Linked DNA regions of Cydia pomonella: region 2 is linked to region 1. Evidence: chromatin contacts called from public Hi-C data. All regions are on one chromosome and are shown on one strand. Each heading gives the region's core, a stretch centred on a gene start, on an enhancer-like site or on the middle of the called end of the contact. The rest is flanking DNA. Distances are from core to core; before and after follow the strand shown. Region 1 holds the start of LOC133524955 (small ribosomal subunit protein uS9). Region 2 holds the start of LOC133524965 (cleavage and polyadenylation specificity factor subunit 6).

Region 1 (6,665 bases), core at 1,938-4,437:
GAATAGTTGATTCTTAAAGTTGTCGAACAATGCATTTAATACTCAACTTTGTTAAAAAAAAATAACTGGCAGGGATCATTGACTTAGATGATAAGACATTCTTTAAAAAATACTTTAGTTAGCTCATCTGATTTGCCGATGACAGGTGAGTCTTTTATATATACTGGACCCATTTTAAATCTCGAACGTTGTGTTATTAAAATGTAATATGACTATTATATCTATTACCAATGCATTAATAATATTTTCTACAATGTGAACTTACACTTTTGGTAGAAAGCAATGAGTGCCTTGGAGATGGCTTGTCTGATGGCGTACACCTGGGCCACGTGACCACCACCCTTCACTGTCACTCTGATGTCCACACCAGAGAACTTTTCCTGAAATGAATAAAATTCTTTATAATTAAACTGTAAAAAATAAGTGGTGGGATGTTTTAGTTAAGGAAAGAATCAGATATGTACATTTACTTCACATCCAAAGATACTCAGGTTCGGAATAAGTTTGATCATCATCAGATATATATCATGGGTCAAAATTATTTTCGTTGTCTTCTTTGTGACCACTCTGTCAAACTTGTATTTTTGTCCTCTATTAAATAAATAAAAAAAGTCTAATGCTACTTGCATGTCTTTCTAGCTGCAGATTATATTTTACATGAGAAAAATGAAAATCTAAATTTCATCACAAACAAAAAGCTCCATTCTGCCACAATTTTTGGGGACAAAAAACAAGACATAACAATCTCTCACATACAAAGACATCGCCATACAGCAAAAACTAATCCAAGGCCAGTAAGGACAAAGAAAGAATACTGACTAGTACAAGAAATGAGGATTGGCAGTATTCAAACAAACTTAATGAATTACACATGAAAAAGTCCTCCACTTGTGGGGTACCCAGAAAGACCCCCTACCATATTCGGCGGTTCTAGCCCCCCAGCATCTTTTACCCCTTTTCGCAGCTGCTGAAGTAAGATCTTAGACAGAAGGTCTAGAGAAATGATAGTCTATGTGTCTAAACTTACTAGGAGATTAAATTAAAAAACAAATATGTCTTTAAACATGAGATGTGTCTTTCATACTGATTATCATTACTTTTGGGTCCCCTCTCATATTACACTAAATAATAATGAATAAATATTGGATATTTTTACACAAATTGACTAAGCCCCACATTAAGCTCAAGAAGGCTTGTGTTGTAGGTACTCGGACAACGATAAATGTAATATTTAAGTACATAAAAGACACCCGGGCCCGATTGGACCCGGGTACGTCCTTAAACTACGTCCAAAAGAGAGGTATGGGCATTGTGAATGTCATGTCGCTTTGTGTGGTAGGGCACAGCCAGTGGATGTCATTCCAGATCTAGAGCAGAGCCCAACTGGAGAAGTACCTCCACCTTACAGAAAACAGCAGCCAAATAACACTAGACCCTACTCATAGTGTTGTGTTCCTGCCGGTGAGTAAGGTTGCCAGAGCTCAATGAGGGGGGGCGGGTTTAGGGTCGGCAACGCGCATGTAACTCCTCTGGAGTTACAGGCGTACATAGGCTACGGACACTGCTTACCATCAGGCAGGCCGTATGCTTGTTTGCCACCGATGTAGTATAAAAAAAGGAAAACCCATGACTCAGGAACAAATATGCTCATCACATGAACTTTTCAAACCACAAATTCGAATATATAATATACTTGACTTGGTACATACTAGTTATGTACAGATTGTAGCATTAGTTTATGAGACTGCTAGTTTAACAGTCCAGACGCGGTTTATTTATTTAGTATAAATTTTATTTTGACACTTTACACCTCCAAATTTTATTAGTATTAGTACTCTGACATTGGGGACCTTTTACATCTCCAGATTTAATGTGTTTTTAACCATAGAGACTATACATCTCTATTGTATTGTAGTAATTATTTATTTTAAGATTATTATAATGTAATGTTTACCCAGGTATTGGCTGTTGTATTTATAAAATGTTGTTATGTATTTTTCATGTCACTATATGATGTTACTATAAATGTTGTATTGACTTGTAAAAGAGCCCTTGAGGCCTACTTGAAGAATAAATTTTTGAATTTGAATTTTTGAACCTAGGACCATCGGCTTCATAGGCAGGGTCACTACCCACTAGGCCAGACCAGTCGTCAAGTACACTGCATGCATATACAACAATTATTTGCAGGAGAGCTAAAATTTATAAATATAATAGACCGTTTAAGTAATAATTATACCGGGTAGTAGTTAAGAATTATGAAAAATCTCATGGTCATGTTTGATCTTGTAACAAATGTATAATAGGATAGGCCGGTTAGTTCTCACTCTCAGCTACGACTTATGTATGTATCTCACCTTGCCGAGCAATAGGATGGGCTCCTGCAATTTGTACTGCAGCAGACGGGGCTCCACCAGATCCAGCGGGCGGCCATTGACGCGGAGCACACCGTGTCCGCGCTTGCAGTATGCTACTGCGGTCGCAGTTTTCTGAAAATTGTTGTATAAAATGTAACCTTTTTTTATAACAAAATAAATATGTACGACTAACTACGACTAGGCCTCTATCAGCCAGAAATAGTAGGATTCACAACACAAACCATATGAAATGCCAGCAAGAGGTTAGTTAGCGTTAGACGCTTGTCGTCATTTGCAGTAATATAAAAATCGTGCGACAATGTTGTTTCCGTTTAGACCAACACAGAAATGATTTCTGAGATGGCTGGTACAACGCAATCCTATACTCTCCTTTCTGATAAAATACTGTCATACAACGTATAGGTTATGACGGTTAAAGGCAAGAAAGGATTCAATTCGCAGATATTTCATAAAACAACAGATGAGCTATTTAAAAATCAGACAAATTTGAGATTAAAGGAAAATTTCAAGCATTTCATACTTTAAAAACTAAGGAAATCGGCATCAACACGTGGACGGGATTGAAACAACACTTACCTTGCGGCCAAAGACCTGAACGGCCTGAATTGGTTCGCGTCTTGCCTGAAAACACGTTAAATAAATTAGTCATTGCTTCTAATTAACCAATAAAATAACACAATACGATTGCTTTTCCGCAAATTATTTTAACGGAAAGACACACACCTCTTGCGCGGCAGCCATTTTGACAGAGAAAGAACTAGCTAGTGTTGTGCCATACACTACCCCAATCGTAATTAATCAAGTAAAATTATAATGGGTATTCTTATCAATAATATATTTAAAAAAAACATACAAATCAAAAAGTAACAATTGTAAATGAAAAGTAAATACTATGTCAAAAATAAAACAATTTACTTCCAGAATATAGATTTGATATAGATCTATAAATACTTCGGAAAATAACGTAATATCACACCACCATATTTCTCATCTGGCAGCACTACATCATATTGCCATCTATTGTTGAATAGCAGAACTTAAACGAAAAACTTTTAACACTAGATGGGGTAGAAAAATATGTATGCATAGTTTCTAATAGATGGCGTTACTGTCTATTATTTACGTGAATCATCCGACATGGTCACTAGCGTGGTACATTATTGTTTTGTATTCGACGAACGTATTCGCCGGTGTTGAGTCGTGCGGTGCGATACTCAGATTACAAACGCCTTTACAATGAGATGTGAAAAAGTTGTTCCCGCGCAAGTGCAATAGAACTGCAAAACAGTGTGAAACAAAGTTTTATTATATTCAAAGAGAAATTTGTGGATTATTGTTTATGTAATGCTTGTACTTTCATGCCGGTTGCAAATACTTTGGATTTGATTTTGCCTAAAAAGTTGAGGGTAAGTTAATATTTATTCATAATTAGATATCTAATGATTGACCCGAATAATTATAACGTGCTAATAAAATTGTACCTTAAATAGTTAAATTAGGTAACTACTTAGGTAAATGAGTTTATAGGCACACCTCTTTTCATAATGAATAATAATACCACGATTTAACAGTGGGTACCTTACCAGTAGTACCAACCTACCTAAGCAGGACATTCTACCTAATTTAAACTTTTTTGATAGTACCTACTTATTAGTAACCATTTTGTCATATGAGTTTGATAGGTTTGATATTAGATGGACATGTGTTTAGTACCTATTTCCTATTTAGGCATGACAATGTCACAGCGACAAAGTTCTAAAAAAGGTGGGATTTCCTTGCCAGGTACGCGGTATCAGAAACTAGTGCAAGAAAACTTTCTTCTCCACTCCTTTCCTAGGGATTTAGTTTAAGAAAAGGAAAGTATAAAATACTCCTACCCATAGATATATAAAGTCGATGCTCCAACCCAATAAAATTAAGTGCCCAGAATTTACTAATAGACCTTTAACTATAAACCTTGTTAGAGCTAGGCAAGTATTGAAATGTCAAACGTTATAGGTAGATACGTCTTTGAATTGGCCATAATCGCGAAAATCGAAGTTCGCAAATTGTAGGCATCTTTTTCTGTCACTCTACGCCTTCATTGGAGTAAAAGAGATACGTCCCCACAATTTGCGAATTTCAGTTATCGCGGTAGGCCCTCTGATGTTCAAAAGCCAAGTGCACTCTTAAGATAATCTTTATCTTATCTAATGGATACCCTACTAACAAATTTTTTAAACAATAGTATTTTATTACCTACTCGTAAGCATTAATGTTTTATTTTAATTTTTTTTATTAACAATGAGAACCCATTCGTGTGGTAAGTAAGTAAAGTAGTATTCATTAGTCAGGTCAGGACTATCGTTCCTTGAAATACCACGGGAAAACCGCGCGGCTAAGTCGCAAGGTAAGCGCTAATGAAAAATAATTAAATTCTCAGCTAAAAGGGTCAGGCAAAAGTGTAAGGTAAGGCTAGCTTTTATAATGTAAACAGGTTTCAAATTAGTTATTACATGCAAATTGCTGCAAGGTGACAGTTCAGACAGTCGCGAGAAAATATCTTTACATACCTAATGGTAAATAGGTATGGTATACCTAATGGTAAATGGTATAAGTATACATACCACACCTATGATATGAGTATAAACCCCTAAATGACTACGCAGGACACCGTAAGTAGGTATTGTACCTATACCTAGGTATACCGGAACCTGAGATGCCTACCTATTTGTAAGAATATTTCCATGGGATCCTCATTTAAATAATAAGAAATTATGTACGTAGTACCTACGCTACTGCGTATTAAATTGGTATGGTACTCCATAACAATTAAAAAACACACACAGGTTTAATAAGAGTAATGTTGGACGTAAACGGATTGATATGGAATTTTGTTTGATGTTTCAGACATCTACATTGTTTAAGCTGCATTGCCGACTTGTTTATCATACCAATGCCCTTAGCTTTTAAATTGCTATAGCTTCGATTCTGATGACAAAATGTTGGCACGCGATATTGTGTTACCAAGATATCCATATCTAAATATGTATGTATTTACCTAAATATTTCCAGTTGTATGTAATGAATATTTTGCTGTCATCTTAAACATATATTGGAATGTAGTAGTTATGAAAATGATTGTTTAGAACTTCATGGCTAACGTACTATTATAATTTAATATTATTCATATTCAAATATTCCTACAATTTTAATTGAGTACCTTCTACCTATAGAATGTTAGGTCATTTCAATAGTACATGAAAAATACAATACATATCTAAATAAACAATATCTTCTATACGGCACGGCGAGGTGCGAGTTCCGCTATCAAGACTCGGGAAACCTCTTACAACTTTTTGCTGCAATAAGTTTTTGTCCTACACATAGTAATGCGTCACCGAGAATGAATCATAGTGGAATATAGAACTACACCACTAAATGCTAAAGGAAACATTATGGTTAATAAGTTCCACGTCCACTGTCAGGAATTTACTTACCTACTAAGAACATAAAACAAACCCACTAAAAGGGCAATATATCCTGTAGTTTTGGTTTTATTGGTCCTAGTTAACCTAGCCAACTTAATTAAACAAGCATATAGCAGTGAGGACTAGGAATTTAAATAAGTACCTAGGCTAGACATTAAACTTCCAATGTACAGTCAGCATCAGTAGTACCGAAAGAAACAGCGCGCCAAAAGTATTTGCCGCCCTGAAATACTGTTCCAACTATAAATCTCTACATTAGACCTACTTTACGCTTGGCCATATACATATAAGTAGAGACATATCTCTTTTTGTTCAGCTGTTAGATACTTATGATGCGTAGTTTGATCTGCTAATTTTGTTGCAAAGACCTACATGAAAGAAATAAACAACTGAAATTCAACCCTTTATACGTAGATGTAAATGGGAACATCCCTTACAAACCCTGGCGTCAGATAGAATAGAATATAAGCCAATATACTACTGAATTGCCTATGTCAACATAGGCTGGTCGAAACAAGTAAAAAGTTAAAAAAGCTGTAAAACTTAAGCTCTTGTTTTTGAAAGTCGCCATGTAAATATATTACCTCAGTAGGCATGTAGCAGGACGAAATAACAGTGGTTAAAGTATTAAAATAGAGTTAATAATGATTAGGTACCATAGTAAAATGTCTTGACATTTTACTACCTAAAAAGACTCGCCTCTTTATTGTGATCACTGCTAATTATATTAAAATCACCGACATCCTTAAAATAAATTCATTGCACTTTTAACTTCCGAATGGAGTTACATTTAATATCCGTAACATAGCGCCAAGGA
Region 2 (6,665 bases), core at 3,037-5,536, 330 kb after region 1:
GTCGTCTTTTATGTTCACGAATTTAAAACCGCAATGTAAATTAAATTTCGTTGTTTTTAGTTCGTGGGACAGGCTAGCTGTAGGTTATTAGGGACATATTAACATAATCTTCTATATCACCGATTTGCATTTCACCATATATGTGCCACTTTCCGAGAGCCAATGTACGAGTTATATTGAAACACCCAGATCACTTTCATAGCTTCAATATCTGAAGACTTCCCTCGATTTCTCTATGATTCACTATAATATTTTTTGATACTTATATGATAAACTGTTTTCCCAATTCTAAAACCCTTTCAAATAAATAAAAGAACTAAATCGGAGAACCTGGTGTGAAGTGTAGCTGCCTAATGTGTGGTATTTTCGTGTGGAATGGAAACCTAACAAAAGGTGTGCTTAAAGGCCTGTCTCTACTGTCTTGAGTAAAAGTAACAACTTCAGTTAGCGACCTAACCAAAGATTTTCCATTCAGTAGAACAGTCTACAGTAAAATTTAAATAAGAAACAGATCCTCCTTCCCGAGATTATTGAAATTTCCGATTGTGCAATTCAGTTCCCAGTTCCTCCGTTGTTTCTTTTTAATCACAGCCTGTTTAAAATATTCATGTCTCCGTACCGTAAAGAAATAAACATAAATCCGCAGTGGATAGACGTTATGCAAAGCCGCAGTACCCAAATTGCGTTCCCTCGGTTCCCGGGTGGTTTTTCAGTAAGTGAGTCCGGCGTCGAAAAGACAACGCCGGGGTTGACCTCTATTGTGTGGAGAAAAAACGGCTAAATGGACTGGATTTGAGAATTTATGTCGGTATAATCTGTACGTAGTGGCGATGCTGGAAGGCGGAAGCTGGTGAATTGTAGAAGCGAGTTAAAAGGGGGTGTGGTTGATCCGATTGAAAATGAAACTGACGACGGGTAAAAAATATTCCGTATTAATATTTATAATTTTACTTATATTAATAAAAGTTATTTTCTTTTAACCTCTAGCTACCCTCTAGCTAGCTTTTTATTTTTATAGATCTATCTGTAAAAATAAAAAGGACTTCATTCATTCTAATTTAATCCTCGACGCAAAAAGAGGGGTTTTATATGTTTGACACCAATGTCTGTTTGTATGTCTGTGGCATCGTAGCTCTTCAACGGATAGGCTGATTTCGATGCGTTCTTTACGTGAAAGCGAGTTATCTAGCGGTGGTTCTTAGCTATGTTTCATAGAAACCATTACCCCAGTTTAAAGAGTATCAGCTGTTTTCCAAAATTATGTACCTAAGTCATTTTTGGCATAATATGGATTTTGTTGGCATAAAGATAATAGCATGTAGCAGTTATGACTTGGACTTTTGCATTTGACTGGAATTGCCGAGTTTTAAGACAGTAGCACATCGATTTTGATTACATATTGAGAGATTATTCGTAATATTTTAAGAAAAAAATATGTACCCATATGTAGAAAAACCGCTACAAATACCTAGCTATAATTTTACTTTTGCAAATAAGCAAACCTTTTATAGTTTATCTGAAATTTTAATAAAGTTTGTTAACATTCTTTTATAAAGGTACCTGAAATAAAAGCCTATACAAGCTCATTTTGTTCATAGTATATTCTATTGCTTTTAAGTGCAAGAGCAAACATTAGTCAACTAAATAGTGTTTCATTAGAAAACTAAATTATACTAGTAATTATAATAATAGTTACCAGTCTCGTATGATTGATAAGTGGAAGTTATTAGGAATTTAAAACGGAATTTGTGTTGGTTCCAAATCCTACTAATGTTTAACATTTTTCTAACTCATACTATACATCAATTATTATAAATTGAAACATAAGAATATATAAATCAAATAATTTGTTTTTATAAATAAATAATTGTTTGCTCCACTTGTCCATGCCTCGGATCATATGGCTGGAACACTTCCATTTGAGCCTCTTTATTCTTGTTAAAATATCTTTCTTACTTTCGTTTTAATATCTTATTAATGTGATTCTCAATTGGTTAATTTTATAGACAATACAAACAAGGATTCAATGAGCCCCATGTTTTAATTTTTTGGGTATATTCACAAACCGAGACATGTTACTAGATAAAAGTATCCAAACCAGCTAGTCACATGTACAGGGTACACACATAGAATATATTTTGTATTTTAAATAAATGTTAAGTTGTTCTGACCTTTGCATTGAACTTATGACAATGTTTTATTTCTCAGAAAACTGTTTTAATATGTTCAATATTAAATAAAACAGCTACAAAAATAAATGTATCATATACTACAAGTGCGTCTTACAGGGACCTAAAGAACTTGGCCGAGGACCGCGAAAACTAGCGTCTAATCCACCGACAAGAGCCATGCTCTTAAATGATGATGATGATGATACTACAAATAAAACTGTCAGATTGAAATAGATTTATTTTCTGTAGGAGGGATCCCGAGTTGTCCACAATTACCTACCTACCTTAAAATCATAATCACTCATAATCATTGGCCGCCTGCCCAGGAAGCGTTGGGATGGACATATGGCCATGCATTGGGCGGACAGAATACACTGGGCCCAAGATAGAGCAGTTTGGGGAGCACTGGTGAAAAGTGTCGACAGTCGTCATGACCCTCAGGTTAAGGATATGACAAGGAAGAGAGAGACCTTAAAATAGTTAAAATTCATGTAACAACCAAATCATATCAAGGACCGTTACAATAAGCAGACTCACTTTTAGTGTAAATAAATTTGTGAAAATATTGAATCTACGAGTGAAAGTATAAAACACTATTTATGACAATATTGATTAGCAAGTATGAGTGTTCCAAGGAATGTTTAAATTGATAAACAGCACCTATATTGAAATGTGATTCAATTAGCCCTGGTATGTGACTTTTAAAATTTTTTATATTAGTGCTTTAAAATATTCCACAAGTGTTAGTCAGTTTTGTCACAGTTATCTAATCATCTTTCTCACGTCCACACATTTTTGCCATGGCTCATGGGAGCCTTGCTTTGCAACTAATTCCAAGAATTTGTATAGGCACTAGTTCATTGTAAAGAGCAACAATCTATACTTTAATCTATTTATCAACACATTTTTTAATAAGCTATCTACACAATTATAGTTTCTTATAAGACAATAACATTTTTTGACAGGAAAGTAAGTAAAATTTTGAAAATGAAATATTTTACTTTGGAATTAGCAAATGTAGTTTTAATGATAACAACTTTTAATGAGCAACTAGTTCCAATCAATCAAGTGAAAGCTTCGAATAACTATGTTTTGTTTAGTAAGCTAAGATAACCTGCAGGCTTTACACATTTTAATTGGAGAAACAAAATTTATAGCATCACAAAAATAAATTTGGGACAGTTTTGTAAACGCGACGCAAAGAGAAAGGAGCGAGTGGTGACTGAAATAAACAAAAAGAATTGACCTTTACGCCCAGCTATGCAGACTAGTACTAGGGGTTCAGTCAACACTTACCTTATCTCCTGGGATGTTTTTTGCCGACATGGTGTGTCACCTTCCCGTGTTATGATCCGACGTCGTCTTGAGGACGATATATCCAGAGAAAGGATCTCACTGTTGCTGACAACCCAGCATACGACACAAAACACTTCACTTGGCCATCATCACTGCTCGAACAATGCATTAAAGCCACAAACACAACAATCGACCCATCGTTTGGCGTCGTAATCAGCAGGATTTCCCATTGATATTCATCGATACGGATAATTTTTCACAACACAATACACAAACACAGCGACTGACAGAACCTAACTTGAGTTGAGTGAGCTTGACGGAAAATGGCGAGGGATGGTTGACGTACCTCCCGCCCGCTACCCGCGCATGCCATCGATGTTGTTTTATTTCAATTCTACAGTGAGGGCAGCACTAGAACAATAACAAACAAACGTTGCTCTTTAACAAATTGCTTCCAGTTGTACTAGATGGCGCTATTCTGACAATGCATCTTGGTTGTTATGATTTTCTAATAAATTCCTATAGATGCCGCTATAACAGAACGCCTGCCTTTTTTGCGTTGGCAACAATATTGTCGTTGCCGTCATATTGGTACGACTGGTACATTATGATAGTGACGTACCTGTAATAAATCGGCTATCAATTGTGTTTGGCAGAGCTTGGTCTGAATGGATTTCAGTGTTTGATATAGTTTTAAAACAATGGCGCATTCGTTGTTACATAATCGGTTATTATCCCAAACAAATGCAACGATTTAAGTATATTGCTTTGTTTCTTGTCTATCGGCAAGTTGGCATTGACAAGTATACATCACTACACATTTCCGGTTCTTTGCTACTTCGATAAACACGGCCGTCTGCCGCTCCCTGCGGCCCGGCCCTTGCCTTGCCCCTCTAGTCATTGTCAAAATGGCGGACGGAGGCGTCGATATAGATTTGTACGCTGACGATATAGAATCGGATTTTAATAGACAGGTAAGCTTATTTTAGCAAACTAATTTGTTGTTTATCTTTGAAAGAGAAATGAAACTTCGGAAAAAACTAAACACCACAACGTAATGCGAATGTGCGGCATGTTTCAGGATGAGTTCGGAGGTGAGAATGTGGATCTGTACGACGACGTAATTTCTGCGCCAGCATCGAAGCCAGAAGAAGGAGATGGACCACCAAATGCCCCGCCGTCGCAGCATCCTCCGGAGGAGACCAACGGCAATGCTCCTTATCACAACGTATCAAACCACGGGCATCATGGCGGCCGCCGGGCACAGCTTTACGTCGGAAATCTCACTTGGGTTTGTACCTGAATTTATTATATCTTAGATCAGTATTGTAAATATAAGACTATGTAGAAGTGGTAATTAAATGAAAATGTTTAGATTTATACATTTTATACTGCGTCACAATTTATGAAAACTAATGTTTTTTTGTGTATTTTAGCATGTTACTAGTAATTCTAAGTGTTAATATTCATGACTTATGTCGTTACTTTCGTAAAGAAATTATTTTATATTGACGTTTCATGTTGTTAAAACACTGATGGCCATTTGGCACTGTGACAAACTTGTTACGATCCATCGTTATGTTTTAAAGCATTTCATTTGGTTACCTCTTCCAATAGTGAATGATCCTCATGGTGATGTTTTTTTCTGATGAGGGAACATTCACTGTTTAATACTTTATTATTAAGCTATTGTTTTGATGGATATACAGTAATTTTCGTGTTGGGGAAAAATACATGCAGATACATTATCTTTAACCCTGTGAAGTAGATTATCATTATACTAAATTGATTCTAACAAATATAGTGTAAATTTATACATATTTTTGTTTTAAAGGTTAATCAGAGTTCACATAGTGATATGCATGATTGCGTGTTATGGGTATTGATATAAATTTATTTGTCCTTAGTAGATGCTATTTTCATGTGGGTTAAAGTAATGCTATGTTTATAGCAAGCAGAAACAAGTTTTACATTTGAACAAAGCATTTTTGTTTTTGTGATTAAAATAACTTAATAGGGCATGAAAAAATTTTAACTTATTATTTGTAAACAATAGTAGCTATATCAAACATTGATCAGTTTTAGTTTTAAAGTACAAAACATTTTATAAAAGTGTGATTAATACTTCTGTAATAATTTAATTTAGTGTACAATATCATAGGGTAACTTGCCTTAACATTAACCAGTCTATGACATTGGCAGCCCTAGAAAGAAAAACTGAAGACTAGGTGACAAATTTTAAGGCAGGTTCCCATATGATAAAAATTGTTGCATAAAAAAAAATTACCAGTATAACTTGTTTTTGCTTTTTTACCTAAGTTCAGGAATAAGGGATGTTTTTCACTGAAATAAGGCTTAGGTATATTGTCCCTTTTAAAATTTGCTGATAAAATTTAACATCATGTCACTTGAAGCCTGATACATATTTTTTACAACTTATTGGTATTACAAGCTAAAGTATCTTTCTAAAAAAAGGAGTAGGAAAGAGGTGTTGGCTTATATTACATGCTGTAAAATAATATGCACAAGGCCCTTGGTGTTACCAAACCAGTCAGTAAACTGATGTGTAAAAAAGAGAATTGATTGTGATAGAGAGGTAAAAGTCAAGTCCCTTAGTTTGATATCCAAAACAGATGGTGCTGGCCTCCGCCATATTTTTTGAGGTCACTGAATTGTCAAACATAAACTTGACAATCAGACTTACAGCAAAATGTATGAAGCTGTACAGCTCCATCATGTTTACCTATCAAATTCGAAGCATGAAATTGTCTAAGATTTTATGCATCTTACTCAAAGTATTTTTGGTTGAAAACGTATATACTATATGTATAGTATATACATTTTTACGTCTCAATAAGACAGATTAACACATTCACTGCCAGACAAAAAACGGCGCACTACCCCAGAAACCGGTGGTCTATAGCTGCGTACAAAACAACCCACCCAGCGGGTTGTCCGGCATCTGAACAAAGTTCACGAGCGCCCACCTGGTGGGTTCCCGGCAGTGAATGTGTTAATAGTATAAGATGTTGCTTGGTAACCCCTAAGTTTGGTTTGGTAACACCCTAAGACATTCACTGCTTTACATCCCCATGCAGTGAGTGTTAAACAAATATTGTATTTGCACAAAAAGCATAGAGGTCATATGAACACTTCAATTTATCTTTTCTCTTCTTAAAAGTGAATGTCAACCTTAAA

Evidence for each region. Hi-C and Micro-C count contacts between places; a contact is called where the count stands out from the background.
Region 2: a Hi-C map of whole body shows a contact between it and region 1, with 5 times the contacts expected there. The contact joins the promoter of LOC133524965 here to the promoter of LOC133524955 in region 1. A contact is called at or near these places in 2 of 2 Hi-C or Micro-C datasets (both in whole body).

Annotation. Positions count from the first base shown.
Region 1 is chr14:11,300,894-11,307,558 of ilCydPomo1, forward strand. LOC133524955 (small ribosomal subunit protein uS9) reads right to left here and starts at 3,188. Exons shown (of 5, transcript XM_061861122.1): 1 at 3,102-3,188; 2 at 2,955-2,999; 3 at 2,358-2,489; 4 at 266-380. The coding sequence starts at 3,119.
Region 2 is chr14:11,634,304-11,640,968 of ilCydPomo1, forward strand. It overlaps LOC133524965 (cleavage and polyadenylation specificity factor subunit 6), which reads left to right and starts at 4,287. Exons shown (of 14, transcript XM_061861141.1): 1 at 4,287-4,441; 2 at 4,549-4,758. The coding sequence starts at 4,376. LOC133524967 (a long non-coding RNA gene) reads right to left here and starts at 3,790. Exons shown (of 3, transcript XR_009800496.1): 1 at 3,468-3,790.